Regions from separate parts of the Arachis hypogaea genome. Here region 2 is linked to region 1. The links are chromatin contacts, called in public Hi-C maps. All regions are on one chromosome and are shown on one strand. Each heading gives the region's core, a stretch centred on a gene start, on an enhancer-like site or on the middle of the called end of the contact. The rest is flanking DNA. Distances are from core to core; before and after follow the strand shown. Region 1 holds the start of LOC112796339. Region 2 holds the start of LOC112796344 (pectin acetylesterase 8).

Evidence for each region. A called contact is a pair of places that touch in the nucleus more often than the background predicts.
Region 2: a Hi-C map of an unstated tissue shows a contact between it and region 1, with 2.6 times the contacts expected there. The contact joins the promoter of LOC112796344 here to the promoter of LOC112796339 in region 1. A contact is called at or near these places in 2 of 8 Hi-C or Micro-C datasets (leaf and an unstated tissue).

What each region holds. Positions count from the first base shown.
Region 1 is chr4:13,924,442-13,927,716 of arahy.Tifrunner.gnm2.J5K5, forward strand. It overlaps LOC112796339, which reads left to right and starts at 1,716. Exons shown (of 7, transcript XR_011880978.1): 1 at 1,716-2,131; 2 at 2,292-3,275.
Region 2 is chr4:14,112,118-14,115,392 of arahy.Tifrunner.gnm2.J5K5, forward strand. It overlaps LOC112796344 (pectin acetylesterase 8), which reads left to right and starts at 1,794. Exons shown (of 12, transcript XM_072235112.1): 1 at 1,794-1,976; 2 at 2,093-2,189; 3 at 2,761-2,838; 4 at 3,074-3,275.

The DNA.
Region 1 (3,275 bases), core at 466-2,965:
TTTTATGTAAACTTTAAATCAACTTCAAACAATATTTCTAGTAAATTCAATCAGACTCAATGTCATGTTTTATTATGACTAAAATATAAATTTTATGATGAAAAAATATATATACTTTATTTTGGCGTCCATTCTTGAGAAAAACGATGCCGTTTAGGTGTGAAAGTTACATCAAAAGAAACCTGATCAAACATAGGAACTCCTTTGTCTTCTACACTTTCACTCTCGTTGTTATTCTTCTTTTTTTTTTTCTTCTTCGATGGCAAAATATTAGAGGTCAGTTTCTTGAAATTCGTTGTGTCACGTGACGACAGTGACGTTGACGAAATGCGTTTGATCATCTTCTTCTCACTTGGAAGCTAGGTCATGCGGCATTATCGAGTGAATGAAGGTAAGCTTCGTTTTTTTTTAAAGGTGATTATCTGGTACAATGGCGGTGTTATTAATATAGTTGATGCAGATGACTGTTAGCGTTTCTTTAGTTTGCTAGGGTTTTATACATTTTTGGGTGGGTTGGGGTTTACGTTCTGTTTAGGATAGGGATAGGATAAAATTACATAAAGTGAATATGTACTTTAAAAATTACATAAAAATAAAATCCGAATAGTTGAAAACAGAATTGCAGTAGATACATGTAATAGTCAAGGTTATATTTGATGCTACAAAAGAATAAAAGGTGTTGCACAAGAAATAACATCCCTTCCATGAGCTCCATATTTAATGTACCTAAAAAAAGATGCTTGCATGGATTGGAATGTTATTATACTGTTGTATCTTAAAATTTTTATCAAATTTTTGCATTCTGAAGTTATGTTTCTGTGATTTTTTGTAGATGAATGAGTTACTCGATATTATGAAAATTTCAATAGAAAGAAAGAAGGAATGTTGGTATATGCATTGACATAAAGCATTGCTGGTGGCTCCTTCCTGGTAGAGGCTTGGAGAATGGTTTAAGGAAATTGAGTAGTGACAAGGAACTAATAAAGATAATCATTTGTGATAAAAAAAATAAAGGAGTGGTTGATTTGTACTATGAGCATAGTATTTCGATTCCAGAGATATTAGTAGGCAACGAGTTAATGGTGTATTTGGATGATGATGATGATGGTAAAAGTGCTGCATCTCTTAAAATTGGAACTCATGGAAAAGTGCTGCATCTCTTACAAAAAGAGTTAGTGTTGTTTTTTTCCTTCATAGGTTGCTGTCCCTACAAGGCCTTTAAAGTTGGCATAAAGAAAGAAGTCCTCTCCACTAACATCTTTTATCCCAGTCAATCCAATGCGGAGTACTAGTTTAAGAACAACAGTCTTAGACAGTGTTTGATTAAAGATGTGCAATTTTTAGTGTTATTTTTTAGTCTATGGCTATGACTTTGTGTAAACATTATACCACATAACTCCTTTTGCATTATGTTTGGTATCTTGTACATTGATAATGATATAATTGTGACTCCTTATGATGATTTATTATTTCTATTCTTTATATTTATTAGGGGTGTTCAAAACCGATCCAACCCGAACAAAACCGACCAATCGAACCAAAAAAACCGATAACCGAATAAATCAAAAATCGAAAAAACCGAAAAAAATATTTTTTTGCAGTTTTTTGCGGTTCGGTTCGGTTTTCGGTTTTGTTAGAAAAAAACCTAACCGAACCGAACCGAACCGGTGTTATTAAAAAAACCCTAATATAAAAGTAGCCTTCCTCCCCAATTCATCCTAATCTAGCCGCAACCACCCCTCCCCTATCAGGAACCCTAACTCCTCGAGCTCTCTCTCAGTCTCTCTAGCGCAGTGTCTCAGTGCCAGACCTCCTCCTTCTTCTCCGCCATTGACGTCGCCGAACAGCACCATCGCGGCGGTGCGGTCCTTTCCTCTCCCTCTCCCTTCCTCGTAGGCTCGTAGCGCTCCTCTCTGTCCCTCATCCTCGACGACTCCACACACCACCTCTCCAGTAGCCGTCTCCTCCACGAACCAACAGCCGTCGTCGTCCTCAACGAACCGTAGCAGAACGCACCAAACGCAATCGAAGCCGCTGCAGTTCGTCGCCCTCTCTCGTTTGTCGTTGAAGCCGTGTCGGTGTCCAGTCTCTTCTTCTCTGTCATTGAAGCAGTGTTGTCCTTCTATCTCAGGTTTTTTTGTTCTGATTCTATTTATTTTTTAAATTCTGTTTTAGTCTTCTTATGGATTCAGATTTTGTTTTTTAATTCTGAACTTTTTGTTCTATTTTGATTTGGGGTAATTCAGGTTTAGGGTTGGTTCTGAATTTTTGTTTATTCAATGTTAATGCAGGAAAGGGGAAGGTGAAAGACGAAGAATTTGTGGAATTAGTGCACCAAATAAAAATTGTGGAATTAATTTGGTTGTGTTTCTGATTCTGTTTGGTTGTATATCTTGATTCAGTTTGGAATTGGTGCACCATTTTTGTAAAATTTTTGGAATTAGTTTGGTTGTGTATCTTGATTTTCTTGATTCAGTTCAGGTTGATTTATTTTGTTAGGTATTGTTGCTGGTTAAATTATTGATTTATTTTGGTAATTTGATTCATTGTTGCTGATTTTGTTCTGTTTGTTGAAGTGTTTGCTGACTTGGTTATTCATTGATGGATTGCTTGCTTGCTGCTGGTTGTTGTTAACTTGTTAATCAATAAATCAATAATTTCAGTTTTATTGTTCTATATATTTGTTGTTTGATTGTTGATTGTTGTTCATTGCTGATTGTTGTTCATTATTTTGTTGTTATTTTTTGAAAATGCTAGTAATTACTTTGCTTTTCATTGTTCATGGTTGATTGTTATTCATTGTTCATTGTTGATTGCTGGTTGTTGTTTATTGTTCATTACTGTTTTTTTAATTATTTGTTCATTACTAATTGTTTGAAATTGTTAGTAATTAGGTTGATGAAGGTAGCTATTTTGTAAAATAGGTCAATGTTGTTCTTTTTCTCCCTTATAATATTTGAAAAAAAGCAACTTTCTGTTTCAGGTTGGGGAGTTTATTAGTAAATTTGAGAAGAAGGGATTTTACTTGAAAGGTAACTTCTTTTGTTTTTGTTACTACTTAACATACGAGCTAACAATTTAGCTTAGAAACTCCACAAATTGCTAGTAATTACAAAGCCTTTCTTTAATGGATTGGTCTAATACATTATCTCTGGTTCTATTGTTGCCATGGTTTGGGAGGGTAAAGGTGTTGTTGCAACTGGCCGAAAGTTGATTGGAGCAACAAACCCCTTGGCATCTGAGCCTAGAACTATTCATGGTGGTCTTGCATCGAA
Region 2 (3,275 bases), core at 544-3,043, 190 kb after region 1:
TTCTAATTTACAATAATCTTGATGGCAATGCAAAAGAAATTATTGTATAGTTAGTATTTGTTATTTTATTGTGCATGATATGGTAGGTGAAAATAAAAAATGAATATAAAATGTGTGTCAATGTATATTTTGTTGCTGTTTTTTAGTTTTTAGTATTTTGGAGCTATATGGCACGAGAATATAACACTGATGTATTGAGGCAACTAAGAAAATATTGGCCTCAAAGATTCTAGTCTTTTTCTTATATTTGCTATGCTACGGAAGATATATCAAAATCAAACCTCAGAATTTTTTTTATAACCATCTATAATTAAGATAAAAAAAAACTAATTCATGAAGACATAGCAGCAAATACAAAATCCACCTATCCAACCACAAACTTAAGTAATGATCCAAATAAATATGAGCATTGTCTATCAGATACACCAACCATCCAATACCCTACTAAAGCAATCATCCAAATTGCTTACGAATATTATCACCAAACCAATAAGAGGAGCACAGCCGTCAATTATAGCCACATCAATCATCAATGTAAACTACTTTCATACAATCCATCAACTTGGCAGCTTCACAAATCAATTTTTTCTTTCACAAAAGAGCATGCGAATAACATGAAAAAAAAAGCTAATAACCTGTAGCTAAAAAATATAAATTATATCATAATTTTATAATTCAATTGATATAACATTAATTGTTGGAACGAGAAGGCATCATAATAAAATACTGATGTATTGAGACAGAAAACAAATTATTGGTGTTGAAGAAGCTAGCTTTTTCCTATTTTGTGATATGCTTCAGAAGATTTATCAACATCAAACTTTCCAATATCTCTATTGTAACCATCTATAATTAAGATAAAAATTTAATTCATGAAAACAGATCATCAACTACGAAGACCAACTGACTAACCACATACTCAAGTAACAATCCAAATAAAAAAGTGTAATTTCCATCAGATACAACAATCAACCAATAACTTACTAAAGCAACCATCCAAAATGCTAACAAAATTTATTAACAAAGCAAGTCGGGTAGCAAAGACGTCAATCACATCCACACCAACCATCCGTGTGAACTACTTTCGCAAAATGTAACAGCTTTGCAGACCCATAAATCAGTTTTGTCCTACACAAAAAGCCATGCCAAAAATAAATCACAAATTATCTATCCAGTGAAGGTGTACTCCATTTTGATTATCTAGAACGAAAATATTTACTGAACAAATACAACCACGGAAAATACTAAAAAAAGAAATAAAACCACACAATACATGTCTTTGTAGGAGCCTTCAAAGTAATAACATAAAAACAACATTCATGGTTATTGAAACAAATTCTCCCCATTTTCCTTGACTTACATTATCTATCAAAACTAATGGCCCGATTAAATACCGATCTAAATATCCAAATAAATGTGCCCAATATCTATGATTAAGACCAACCATTGTATCACATAATAAACAAGAGTGTTTACAAGGGATAAAATGCAAAAAAACACATATAAGGTTTCTTTTCACTTCTGATCACTAGATTCAGTGATGCACCATTCCACTTTTCTAATAGATTTGAACAAACATGAAAAATACATGCTTTAACCTGAATATATTTGTAGTTTGAATTACACACCAATAATAAAAAGGTTCAGGTAATTCTTTGACTAAAGTAACAATAGCAATACACTACAAAAAAATTAGTTTAAAACGACATTTTTATTAGGGCGGTTCTTTGTAACTGCCATAATTTTCTTTATTTTCGGCGGTATATGTTGTTGCCGTAACTTCTTTTTTGAATATGGCAGTTTTTGTGATTTCGGCAGTTAGAACCGCCGATATATTCTTTTATTAATTAAAGTAAAACTTCATTTATGCAAACCTAGCTTAGCAAGTAGAGTGCGCGAGAGTGAGTTTTCTCCTCCGGCGATGCGTCTTCAGAGTTCACAGCTTCCATTGATGCGATCTGCGTTCTCACTTCTAGGTTTGTATAGAAAATTCTCATTTCTCTTCTTCTTCTCTGGAATGCGTTAATTACCTCTTCTCTCTCTTCTTCTTCTCTCTCTCTCTCTCTCTAAGTAATGCGTCTTCTTCTCCAAGATTTTTAGATCTGTTGCGGCATGGAATTTCGACGCAGAGGTTTTAGATGGAATGCTCCAGATGAAAGAGTGATTAGTGTTGCTGCGTATGAGAAAGTGTGAGTGATGTGAATGATGAACCCCTAATCTCTTGTCGCCCTTCATCTTCCGCAGCTATCGTTCATCTTGTCGTTGTTTCTCATCCCCTCGCGCCACCAAATTAGATATTCCAAAATTTTTGACGGCCTCTTTGATTTCTCTGCTTCTTTTCTTCCTTCTTAATACCTTTCATTGATTGTAATTATGCAAATTTCAATTTTCAATTTTGCAGTTTATCTCCTTTTTTTCAGCAAATCGCTTATTAAACAATCAAGGAATCGGATTAATGTGATAAGGAGAAAGAGAAATTCAACAAAGAAGTTTCTTAAGCGAGACACCATTGATCTGCTTGCGAGTCATTTATAGGTTGCTTACAATAGAGTAATTAATTTATTTTTTCTGCTTTTGTTTCATGAAATTTAGAAAACCTGTATGCATAAACTAGCGGTTTTATTCATTAATTGTAATCACTTTCGCATACAATTAGTAAACCATGGTGTTTGATATATGAATTCCTATAGTTGTTATTATATTGAGCTAGGACCAAATACAAAGTCTGAGTCTATTTTAACATTTTTAATCAATTTTTAGTGTGGAAACTGTTCAAGTGGATTTGGCATGTTATCACACAAGGCTGTGCACCTGATTCAAGGCATAAACGAGCAAAAGGCAAGATTTCTGATTCACAATGCTTAATTGCTAAGATAATTGTTGTTGCTGGATTAATTTCTATATTTTGAAATATGACTGGTTTCTAGTCTTCCACATAGTCCAGCTAAGAAAGCCTATGTTACTGATTAAGAACTAAGAACAGTATTCCATTTAATTGTAGCGAAAGAGAGAAAATCCTAATGAATATCCCTTATTTACTCCGTCTTATTTACTCCGTGATGTCTCTCATTAGGTTCATAGTATCTTCTGTAGCAGCAATGCCCTCTGGATCCCTTGCCACAATAAGGAAGGTATCAACTTGGCGTCCTTTCTCTCAGAGAATAAAGCAAACAGGTGGTTTTCATTAATATGTACCAAGTTTGTACCAAGTTTCGTGGGCTTAACCCAAAAACTATATATTTCAAGGCTTTATGTTCATGGAAATAACTTGATAC